Regions from separate parts of the Danio rerio genome. Here region 2 is linked to region 1. Evidence: chromatin contacts called from public Hi-C data. All regions are on one chromosome and are shown on one strand. The core of a region is the stretch at or near the end of the contact, and the rest is flanking DNA. Distances in the headings are between cores, read along the strand shown.

Evidence for each region. A called contact is a pair of places that touch in the nucleus more often than the background predicts.
Region 2: a Hi-C map of embryo shows a contact between it and region 1, with 2.5 times the contacts expected there. The contact joins the enhancer-like site here to the promoter of tead1b in region 1. A contact is called at or near these places in 1 of 18 Hi-C or Micro-C datasets (embryo) and 2 of 4 datasets of contacts at active chromatin or transcription factors (embryo and gastrula embryo).

Annotation. Positions count from the first base shown.
Region 1 is chr7:71,179,860-71,186,502 of GRCz12tu, reverse strand. It overlaps tead1b (TEA domain family member 1b), which reads right to left and starts at 2,303. Exons shown (of 13, transcript NM_001435835.1): 1 at 2,128-2,303; 2 at 1,599-1,704.
Region 2 is chr7:71,335,365-71,342,007 of GRCz12tu, reverse strand. tead1b (TEA domain family member 1b) reads right to left here. Exons shown (of 13, transcript NM_001435835.1): 11 at 5,376-5,516; 12 at 3,930-4,082; 13 at 1-974. The coding sequence ends at 861. Among named protein-coding and RNA genes, the nearest start is that of rassf10b, 24 kb to the left of the region's middle. Within about 2 kb of position 3,902, at least 14 of the 62 cell types and tissues checked have an H3K27ac peak or open chromatin away from gene starts, as enhancers often do.

The sequences.
Region 1 (6,643 bases), core at 1,054-3,553:
TGATAGAAGTCAATCTGTTTACTGTAGTATGTGATAATAATGGCCCAGTTAGAGGACACAAGCAACGCATTGTGCCGCTCGGACCCTTCTTTATAAAAGGGTCAATGGGAAATATAAGACGACAATTAACTGGAAGAAAGGAGGTCTTTCCCCAAAAACACACAATAGAGAAACTTGTTTTCCTTTTAAGAATTTAATGAGTTAAGAAAAGTTTTAAATCTTGAACATTTGAAAGACAAAAAAAATGATGCTTTTATATGATTCAGAAAGTGAAAATGTGCACTGAAAATGTGTTTTTTTTATTTGTATGTTTATAGTCGACTCATTGCTGACTGTTTAAAATTTAGGACATTAATGTTTGTTGACATCTGATTGAAAATGACTTTGAATTGGCTAATCTCCTACAGTCAGTTTAACTAAATAAAACTAAAGAGTAGATTTTAGTGTAAAAAAAAAAGTGCTGACATTTTTGCTATTACATGATTTGCTTTTTAGTGTTTGAACTCTCAGCAGTGATTAAACCACACTGAACTGAACTGAACCTCAACACTAAAAACTGGACTGACACTGTTTCAATTTACTATAATCGTCTATGTGAAGCTGCTTTGACACAATCTACATTGTAAAAGCGCTATAGAAATAAAAAAGAATTAAATTAACTTGAATTTTTCCAGCTGTGTTTTCATGGCTTCCATTGTTAAACTGTAATGAACTATTATGGGGCCGTAATGTAATCAAGTTGAAGAAATATGTGACTAATATCAAGATATAATTGTATTACAATAGTAATACCTGTGATGTGTTATAAGGTATGAGTCAATTGATTATACAAAAGCAGTTTGATATTAAAAAGTGAAGGTTTTAAGCAGCTGGAGGTGCAGATGATTGATTTCATAGTTGAATAATTCATTCTCAAAATGACAATGCCATGTTTAAAAACGTAAACCATTATATAATAATACTGAATAGTGTGCGATTATGTAAAAGCCTGGATAGTTAGTGGAGTTGTAAAGCTAGTCACTGATGAAGTGCTAAGCTAAGCTACGTCCCGTCCCGCTGTTACCGTCCTTCATAGTTTCATTCCTAGTGATGAAACAGCGTTTCAGGATTTAAAACACATACTGTAAGTGACACGCAGCATTTGAAATGCTATTACTGTTTATAAACCCTAAATGCAACACGCCGAGGCACGACATTAGTCCTGCAGAAACAGGGCGGGCAATCCCAACAAAGGAAATGACAGAGGAATAGCAGCCAGATTCTCCCATGTAATCTTTCCGAAACAGGCTAATACACTAAAAGCAATGTCAACAACTTGTGGGATTAAAACATAAATGCGTTGAACAGACAAATGAGTTACTTTTTACAATTGCATAAGCTCAGCAAGCTAAAGTTTCTCTAGAGTAAAGGAGTCTTTAAAGTTATGACTAAACAAGTCGCTGTTTTTAAAATAAACCACACAAATAGGCTAAAGGATGTGAAGTGTTTATGGCACAGCCAAAGATTAAACCAACACTGTAAAACAAGTGAATAAAGATGCCGAGAGTTGACGCAAGTCAGATAATGAAAGAGAAGAAAAAAGTCAAATGTGTACTTACGGTTAAGATCCGACCAGAAGCTGGTGAATAAACGCCAAAGATACGCGAGCAACAAGTCTCTCCGCGCTATATTTGTGCGGCGCTCCGAAATGTGCAGCGTAGCCAACTATGGAGGAGAAAACAGCAACATTTGGATCCGTCATCTTGTCCAAAATTCTTTTCATGCAATAATCAATGTCCAAAAAAATGTTCCCCAAAACGACGCGTATTGTTTCGGGTGTAAATTGCACGGGACTTACTGCAGAGTACGAGCGCGCAAGGTCAGCTTCTTTAGCAAAAATGTGAAAAATGTCAAAGATTTTCCCTGCTATGTCAGACTGAGTCAGTGGACAAAGTGAAAGCACCCTGTTGCTGCAGCGTCGAACTAAATCCCATTGAAAAGATACTTTGAGCCCGACCCCTCTTGCTACATGCCTATCAATAGTCATAATCGCGCAATACACTTTGTATTTTGCTCGTCTGCTTTAACTTAATCCAGAAAAACCGTTTGATCTCAAGCCGTTAAAGGGCTAATTACCTTAAAACTTACCTTAACGTCCGCTTTATTTATATCAAAATTTAAGTTCGGCCCCTTTGTTTTGTTCTAGTGTGGGTTTGTATAGTTTTTTTGCAAACTGTGTAAAGTTATTCTTGTGTTTTGGGGCCGGCCGGAATGTGAACGGGAATCTCCGCCGCACCGATAGAGATGCGAAGAATGCTCGGAATGAGAGCAGGAATGAAATGAACGCGAGCGTCGAGTTTGCAGCAGGGCGGAGCGAGAGGGTGGCGTCATCCCGCAGCTTCTCCCACATCCATGGGGATGACCTCACAGGACACGTCCATGCCCTCCTCCAATGGGAAACAGCGCTGGCTCTGTTTATACTTTCTAACCCACTTGTTTGCAGCGTATGGATTCGCATCTGTGTATTAACAGTAAGCTACTTTCGAGGTTTGAGTGCTTTCGCTTAAACTACACCTCTATACTTTAAGCTACGGATTAGAATGTTAAAAGTAATCTGAAAATTAAGAGAAAAGATTGTTGAACAATGAATAATAGCAAGATTATTAACAAATTATTAACATATAATGTGTATAACATTAACCACAGAGCACCATGGGGCATCAAAAATTAATAAATTACATTAAAGTTCATTTGCATATCATTTTTCATCATAATTATCCTTCCAAAGCAGCTTTAAAAAAGGTGTAGGCTACTTTCCAGGTTTTAATGTTGCATTTGCTTGATGTCTTTATGAACTCTACACCTACGGTATAGCTATGGAATATAATGTGTAAAGTAAACTGAAAATAAAGGGAACAGATTGTTGAACAATGAATAATAACAAGATAATTAACATATTATTAACATATATTGTGTGTAACATTAACCACAAGGGGCATCAACAATATTAAATTGCATTAAAGTTTATTTGCATATGATTTTTCATCATAATTATGCTTCCAAAGCAGTTTACCAAAAGGTCTAGGCTACTTTACAAGGTCTTAATGTTGCATTCGCTTGATGTCTCTATGAAATGTACTCCTACAGCTATGGATTAGAATGTTAAAAGTAATCTGAAATCCTGAAAAAAAAAAAAGATTGCTGAACAGTGAATAATAACAAGATTATTAACATATTATTAACATATGCTGTGTGTACACATTTATCAGAGTGTGTGAAATCATCCATGGGGCATTAGAAACATATTAAAATACATTACAGTTTATTTGTTTATCATTTTTCATCATAATTATGCTTCCAAAGCAGTTTAACTAAAGGTGTAGGCTACTTTCGAGGTCTTAATGTTGCTTTCGCTTGATGTCTTTATGAACTGTACTCCAATAGCTATGGATTAAAACTTAATAATCTAAAAATTAAGAAAAAAAGATTGGTGAACAGTGAATAATAACACAATTATTAACATATATAATGTGTATATATTTATTAGAATGTGTGGACTCAGCCATGGGGCATAAAAAACATTTTAAATTACAATAAAGTTTATTAGCATATAATTTTTCACCATGATTATCATTCCAAAGCAGTTTTACAAAAGGTGTAGGCTATTTTTGATGTGTTAATGTTTGCTTGAATGAGCCAATGTTGCAACAAACTCTATACCATGTTAAAAGTAATATGATAATAACACGATTGTTAACATATTATTAACATATATTGTGTATATCATTAACCACAGTGTGCCATGGGGCATCAAAAACATATTAAACTACATTAAAGTTTATTTGCATATAATTTTATCATAATTATCCTTCCAAAGCAGCTTCACAAAAGGTGTACGCTACTTTCCAGGTCTCGATGTTGCATTCGCTTGATGTATTTATGAACTCTACACCTACACTATAGCTATGGAATAAAATGTTAAAAGTAATCTGAAAATTAAGAGAAAAGTTTGCTGAACAGTGAATAATAACACGATTATTAACAAATTATTAACATATATTGTGTAAAACATTAACCACAGTGCGTCATGGGGCAACAAAAAAATATTCAATTACATTGAAGTTTATGGGAGGCATGGTCAGTAGCACGATCACCTCACAGCAAGAAGGTCACTGGTTCGAGCCCCGGCTGGGTCAGTTGGCATTTCTGGGGAGTTTGCATGTTCTCCCTATGTTGGCATGGGTTTCCTTCGGATGCTCAGGTTTTTCCCACAAGTCCAAAGACATGTGTTACAGGTAATTCGGGGAGGCTACATTGTCCGTAGTGTATGTGTGTGAATGAGTGTGTATGGATGTTTCCCAGTGATGATTTGCAGCTAGAAGGGTGTAAAACATTTGCTGGATAAGTTGGCGGTTCATTTCGCTGTGGCAACCACTGATTAAGAAAGGGACTAAGCCGAAAAGAAAATGAATGAATAAATTAAAGTTAATTTATATAGAATTTTTCACTATAATTATCTTCCAAAGCAGTTTAACAAAAGGTGTAGGCTACTTTCAAGGATTTATTGTTGCTTTCGCTTGATGTCTTTATGAACTCTAATAGCAATGGAATAGAATTTTAAAAATAATAAGAGAAAAGATAGTTGAACATTAAATAATAACAAATTATTAGCATATTATTAACATATTTTGTGTGTATACAATTATCACAGGACGTGGAATCAGCCATGGTGCATCAACAAAATATTAAATTACATTGAAGTTTATTTGCACATCATTTTTCACCATAATTATCATTCTAAAGCAGTTTTACAAAGGTGTAGGCTACTTTCGAGGATTTTAATGTTGCTTTTGCTTGGGGTCTCTATGAATTCTACACCTATACCTGGAATAGAATGTTAAAAGCAATATAAAAAGTTAAGAGAAAAGACTTTTGAACAATGAATAATAACAAGATTATTAACATATTATTAATAATGTTTTTTTCATATCCGTAACATTTACTACTCAGCATGGAATCAGTCATGGTGGATCAAAAGAAATATTCAATTCAATTTTATTTGTAGAACACTTTTCACAATAATTATAGTTACAAAGCAGTTTAACGAAAGGTGCACGTCTCACAAATCTCTCTTTTAAACTCATTTTTTTAAATAGGAATCTATACAATCTTATATTTGTGCATATGCATTAGATTAGTCAGTACTAAAGCCAAATCTGGAGCTTATCTAACAAAATAACTTAGGATAAATGTCCAAAAACTAGTACACCCACCTTATGTTTTAAAAAACAATATTAAATATACATTTTAAAGAGAGGAAAGTTCAAGAGAAGCAATAAAAATAGAAAATTTTTGTTAAAATTTAGTAGGCTGTAATTTTTTTTTCAATATTTTGCTCAAATTTAATTGTATTATCTGTCAATTACTAAAAATGTTTGGTGACTAAAATATTATTTTTAATAAATATATCTGATTAATGAATCTGCTTTGTTTAAATGCACCAAATACATTGCCTATTCACCTTACTCTCCGCCGACGAGCGGGCCCTGCCATTTGAATCTGTTTGTCTCGCGACTTCCGGTTTTATTCACTTCGATTAATTTTTTGAAGTTAAAAACTGCTCGTTACGCTGCTTGATGTTGCAATTTGTTATTTTCTTATTATATTATTGTACTTGGTCTGTATAGTCATGCAGATATTTGTTTGTAGAGCAAGTAGTTTGACCATTTTCTGCCGTTTATTATTCCTTGTCATTTCTATCATAGGCAACTAAATCGGAAGTTCTAAGACAATCGCGAAAACAGGCGCACTTCCGCATTTTAGGATAAGGTCAATATTCACTGAGAAATGTATTAAATATTAATTTCCAAAATGGGGTGTACTCAATTATGCTGAGCACATAAACATTCTTTCATTCATTCAATTATTCACTCACTCACTCACTCACTCACTCACTCTTTCATTCATTCATCTTTCAGGTAAGTCCCTGATTTGTCAAGGGTCACCACAGCGTAATGAACCGCATAAACATATATACAGACTATTGTTTAAAGGAGTTGATTTTTTAATCTACAATGGGTTTCAGAATCTGGTATTGGTAGCCTTTAGATCTGCTTTATTTTGCTTAAAAGATATAAAGAATGCAAAATTATAATTGTATATTATTCAAACTGATACATTTAAACTAAATATTTTTAGGTAAGTTAGGGCAAATAAGCAATATTGTTTTTTCGATTCTCTACAGAATCATCGCTATACATGGATTTGCTTAAGGGGGCTAATAATATTGATCTTATTTATTAATTTTTTATGAAAAACTGCTTTTATTCTAGCCGAAATAAAACAAATAAGACTTTCCCCAGAAGAAAAAATAGTATAGGAAATACTGTAAAAAATTCCTTGCTTTCTTAAACATCGTTTGGGAAGTATTTGAAAAAATTCACAGGAGCGAACAATTCTGACTTCAACTGCTTGTAACTTGCCACATTAACGAAAGTAACATTTCAGTGATTCATGCCTCTGTCAGTGTCACTGTAGACGTCTAACCTTGACAGCAATGCACTCCTTCCTTTCTAAGAATCCTAGAGGCCTCTCTTTGATCATAGTAAAAGTGGCATCACGAAAACCTTTCACAGAGTACAACCTATATGAAATAGCCTCCTTA
Region 2 (6,643 bases), core at 2,653-5,152, 150 kb before region 1:
GGTGACCTCTTTTAATAGACGGTCATCCTTATCCTTAAGTGCGTAGCGTGGTGCAATTCGCTACGTAACAGCTGTCCACCAATATTTGCCATCCAGCCTGACAGAACCGAAGAAGATCTGCAAGGAGGAATGGCAGAGGATCCCCAAATCCATATGTGCAAAACTTGTTGCATCTTTCCCAAAAAGACTCATGGCTGCATTAAATCAAAAGGGTGCTTCTACTAAATACTGAGCGAAAGATCTGAACACGTAGGACCATGTGATATTTCAGTTTTCTTTTTTAATAAATCTTTAAGAGTCAATTATTCTGTGTTTTTTTCTGTCAATATGGGCTGCTGTGTGCAAATTATAGAGGAAAAAAATGAACTTAAATGATTTTAGCAAATGGATGCAATATAATTAAGAGTGACAATTGTAAGGGGGTCTGAATACTTTCCGTTCCCACTGTACATCAACATCTCACTGACACACACACACATTTAAGGCTGCACTTGTATGCATCTGTGTACCTTTCAGAATAAAAAAAACTGAAATGATGGCGTTTGATTGATTCAGTGAAACTCAACCCAGCCCTTAAGTCGAATGATGCTGTCGCTTTATAGGTCTACAAATGAACGTTGATTCTGCATTCTTAGACATTCTTTCCCGCACGTTAAAAACAAAACACAACTGTACCGCGATTCACAGCTGCAGTTAAACGTCAAACACATATTAATAAAGAAAAAATATATATTTATATATATATATATATATATAATTAGAAGCATCACCCAAACGTGACGTAAAATCATCTTGAGTGAGTGTTGAGCTAGAGGCACTGCCACTGTACTGAGGTCCAGAGTCTGTGTGAAAGAGCTGCTTCATTCCTTCACTAGTCTGTAGATGTGATGCTGGGCTCCGTGTTCGCTGTTTGACACTTCGAACACACAGGCCATGCACAGCAGGGTCTCCTGTGTGTCTCTGTTTGTTACCACCTGAAACAGAGCGAGAAGTGTGGCATTACTGTACTGTTCACACTCAAGCCAAAGTCACAGCAAAACTGTTAAAATATGAGTGGGTGATGGGTTTATTGCAGAAGATTTAGAGCAGTTAAGCACAATCTGGAGGTCCATTCGCTTTGCTAAGATGCAAAAGGTATTGCAGTCATTACGCTATAATGTGAACAATATGTAATCATTAAATATTTACAGATCATTTGTTGCACTGACTTATTTGTTTGCATTTTGTTGACTAAGTAATGCGTTGTGGAAAATGACAATTTAAAATTGTTTAACGTTTAATACGCTGTAAAGAGTCATATATTATTGTGATGCAAAGCTGAAATTGTAGCTTCATTATTCCATGCTTTCAAATCTAATTAGTAGGGGTGTCACGATTTCGATTTTTAATCGAAATCGATCGAAATTTATGCTCAATTTCGATTATCGAATCAAAAAATAGAATCGTCGATGCTGCCACGCCCCCATGTCACGTCAGCTTGGCTTGCCAAGCGGGAAAAAAACAGGCTAGTTGAAGTGCTTGTTAAACTGCAGAAGCAGGAGACCCGTCGACAGAACTTAAACCCTCTCCTCTTTCAATGAAGTCGCCGGTGTGTAAGCATTTTGGATTTCCAGTGAGTTATGTTGACAACGTTCGTGTTGTCGACAAAAAAAAACACAGTTTTGCAAGCTCTGCTATGTACGTATTAAGTACGGTTTGTCCGATAGACAACACCGGCATCGCGATCCTCCGCCCGCCCCCGTTGCAAATCCGCTCGCGAAAAGTACACACTCAGGCCCTGTTTACACTGTCTTTGTTTTTAAATGGCATTTTAGAACGACAACGATTTGACATCCACAGTGGCGTGTAGCATTTCTGAGCAGCCCTCCTTCCTCACTACCTCTGAAAATGCACATCACGTGACACAGCCATGCGCTCGAGAGAGCAGGTTCAGGCAGTCAGAGGATAAACAGACTGCTTCAATCTTTCACTCACTTGTACTTAGTCATTTTAGCGAACACCTCAGATACTGTTGGCTGGTTTCTGTTGGTTGTGCGTCTTTTTTACTGACGCCATTATAACGACACAGATCACTGCCTATTCACGAGTACCGCAGAAAAAGTGATTGACAGGTGGTAATTATGCGTGTATCTTGCCTTTATTAATTTACTGTATGATTTGTTTATGGGTAAAACAAAGACCATGCAGGTCAGGTAGTTTAAACGGTAGGCTACAAATAATTAATTGGTCATTAATTAATTAATTATTCATAATCGAAAATCTAATCGTGCCTTTAGAATCGAAAATGTAATCGAATCGAGGATTTGGAGGATCGTGACAGCTTTACTAATTAGTTTATTGAAGTTTAGTTTAATGAAATGAAATGACACAGAGAAATGTATTAAACACATAAACAAGGGAAGGTGCTGACAGGCATGAAAAGACAGCAGCTGAAACCTCTCAGTAGTTCTTCAGCAATCCTCTGCCTTTCCTTACTGTAAATAAATATTATCTGCTTCAGTCCAACATCTACATTAGCAGGATGATGAAGATGAAACCAGGGTGGACATTTCAGCAAGAGAATGATCCAAAACACAGCCAAGGAAACTCTTAAATGCTTTCAGAGAAAGAAAAGCAAGCTGTAGAATGGCCCAGCCAATTACCTGAAGTGAGTCCAATAGAGAATACAAAATAAAGCTCTTATTTGATAGATGAGACCCACAGAACCATCAAGATTTTGACACTTGTTGAAGTCTGAAAAACTCACACCTGAGCTATGCATGTGACTTCATTCTCCACATCAGAGGCGTCTTCAAGTTGCCATCACCAAAAAAGCCTTTTATAAGAAGTACTAAATACGTTTCAGCAGTTCAGGACTTTCTCCTTGTGTTATTTCATTGTTATTACACAGAACTCATTTTTTAGATTTTTTGTTTTGTTTTATTTTTGTTTGTATTGTTTGGGTTTTTACCAAAACCCGGGTTAATTTGCCAGTAAAAAAGCCAGATTCTTAAGTGGCATTTCTATTTACTCAATTTCCTTTAATTATTTTGCTTCTGGATGTCTTTTTAATAAAGTCTTGTATATTGTATATATAGATCCTCGGCTCAGTTGGTGTTTCTGTGTGGAGTTTGCATGTTCTCCCTGCATTCGCATGGGTTTCCTCCGGGTGCTCTGGTTTCCCCCACAGTCCAAAGATATGTGGTATAGGTGAATTGGGTAAGCTAAATTGTCCGTAGTGCATAAATGTGTGTGTGTGTGTTTCCCAGGGATGGGTTGCGGCATCCGTTGCATAAAAATGTGCTGGATAAGTTGGCGGTTCATTCCGCTGTGGCGACCCCGGATTAATAAAGGGACTAAGCCGACAAGAAAATGAATGAATGAATGAATATTTAAATAGTTTTTTGGATTATTTATTTATTTATTTATGTATTTTCATCAGTTGTCTGGAAAAGCCATACTTTTAAATGACCATGTTTAAAGCCCTGTTTTTTTGCAATGATACATTGAGCAACGTGTTTGACACAAACACACATTACTATTCAAAAAAGTGCTTTAAACAATTTCCAACATGTTGGATCCTATTCACACCTGCATTTAGCCGTGTATGTGCTCAGATCACCTGTGATTGTTGTTAATACTAGCACCTCCACTCTTCAAATCCACATACAGTACACATATACACACGTCTCCCCTCAGTCTTACTATAATAACAACAACTAAAGCCCCCATCGCAGGTGAGAGTCACAGCCCAGGGAAAGTGCATTAGTAAGACCCTCGCTATAGGGGTGAATAGGGCTCTAATCCCTGTGTGTATGAGGGTTGGAGAAAGCAAGAGATTATCAGGCTTTGCACAGCGCCACAGGAATCCCAGGAATGCTAGCTTGTCTCCCTGCACTTGGAGAGCTCAGTGATTGGTTGGATCATTAATGATGGACATGCAGACTCACCAATAAGATGGTGAAGTTCTCCAGGACGCTGTTCATCATGTACTTCTCTGGCAGGTGTTTGAGTTTGTGGATGAAGTTGATCATGTATTCACACATGGGAGACCGACTTATTCGGTACACAAAACGGCCATTCTCGAAGCGAGCGTACTCCGTCTGGGGGGATAGACAAGAAGAGATTAATAAAAAATATATATAATAAAAAATAAATAAAAAGAAGAGATTAATAAAATAAAATATATAATAAAAAATTAAATATATAATAAAATAAAAAATATAATATAATAAAATATATAATAAAACAAAATAATATATCTAATATATATATATATATATATATATATATATATATATATATACATATATATTTATATATATATATATATATATATATATATATATATATATATATATATATATATATATATAATTTAATATAATAAAAAACAAAATATATAATACAATATACAATAAAACAAAATAAAATATATAATACAATATATAATAAAAAATATTTCAAATAAATTAAATATATATATATATATAAAATAAAAAATAAATATATAATAATAAATAAAATAATGAAAAATACAATATATAAGACAATATATAATAAAATAAAATATATAATACAATATATAATAAAATAAAATATATAATGCAATATATAAAAAATTAAAATGTAATATAAAAAATAAAATATTATATATTTATATATATATATATATATATATATATATATATATATATATATATATATATATATATACTTAATAAAATATATAATAAAAATTTTATATTTATTAAAATAATAAAATAAAATATTAAATATATAATAAAATAAAATTCAATAATTTTTTTATAAAATTAGCTAAAAATTAAAACATTGCACAACTGCTAAAAATAAGGAATATTTACATTAATATTAAATAGATATTTAAATAAATAAATACAAGTAATGTTTAAAAAGGGTTTCTGCAGGTTTCACAAAGTCAAATTTAAGACTTTTAAAGAATATTATGAATGAAATTTTAGACTCATACAGGGCCTAAACACTAAGAAGTTTTACAAAAGATTTTGATTTGCCCTATCAAAAATATATATAATTTAATAAACGTAATAAGGCTTTTTAAGACCTAAAATTTTGTTTTGGAGATTTAATACATTTTAAGATTTAAGACATTTTTTGTGTGGCTTGCCAGACTGCACACCACACACCAGCTGATTGGTGGAGAGGAGACAAAGTGATGAAGCCAATTATGATATGGGGATGGTTAGGAGGATGGACAGAGGCCAGTGGGCAGATTTGAAGGGCATTGTAAATGAAGTTTTCAGCACAATTCACAAGTGCACTTGGACATGTATTACTGGGAACCAAAATTGCCAGTTGTACTGTACATTTTACAGCAATTTGTTACAGTGTGGTATAGTATTTAACTTAGAAGTTACCTCCACTTTCTCCACCACCTGTTTGCCGAACGAGCACACTTTTGTGGAGCAGGTGATGGTCATGTTCTCCGGGCTCTCATACTGACTGGTCACTCCATAGAAAGCTCCGGTCTCATCCTGAATGTTGCAGTTCAAGTCGGCCTATCAACCAATGAGATTGCAGCTTTTAGTATGTGAAGGTATAAAGTGTTTTCAAACACTTACATACAAAATAAACCTGCATCAGAACCAAGAACAGAACAGAACCAGCAGTATACACCATTTACAACACAACCGCCATCTAGTGGAGACTTTCAAGATCAAACTTAAAGATTAAAGCGCACCTTTTATCCAAAAATCACTTTTATAAGGGGCTTAAACACAGTTATGTGGCAACAGACTGTGAATTTAAACAGCTTCTAATGGTAAAAATAAATTAGTTTTGTCTTTTATAGGCAAACTTGATAAAAACGGTCTACAGAAACACTTTGATTGACATTCTCCCTTTTGTACTAGTCATCAGAGGTGGAAAGCTCTGCCCATTATTGACGATCTTTCCCTCATTATCCAACAGATAATCGTTTTGAATAATCGTGATTACAATTATGACCAAAATAATCGTGATTATGATTTTTCCCAAAATCAAGCAGCCCTATGTTCTAAACACTTGGCAGAGAGGTGTAGATTATACCAAAATACCAAGATATTTTAAAGAATATTGAAATAGGTAGTGCTGTCGCCTCACAGCAAGAAGATCACTGGTTCGAGCCTCGGCTGGGTCAGATGTCATTTCTATGTGGAGTTTGCATGTTCTCCCAGAGTTTGCGGGGGTTTCCTCTGGGTGCTCCGGTTTCCCCCACATTCCAAAGACATGCGGTGCAGGTGAATTGGCTAGGCTAAATTGTCCGTAGTGTATGAGTGTGTGTGTGTGAAAGAGTGCGTGTAGATGTTTTCCAGAGATGGGTTGCGGCTGAAAGGGCAATACCAAGTATGAAAGTACAACTATTAAGCACATTATAAATGTGGTTATAAGTCAAGAACACAGCCTTTGTAGCTGCATTTATAAACTGCTTACTAATGTTTATTAAAGTACAGTTAACACTTATCGTGTGTAGTTATTATAAAGTGTTACCAGACTTTCTCTAGAAGAAATAATATTATAGGAAATACTGTTAAAGATTACTTGCTCTGTTGAACATCATTTGGAAAAGAAGAGCTAATCATTTTGACTTCAACTGTATGTTCGTTAATAGTTGAACAATCCCTTTAGTATCCCATTATCTTAACAC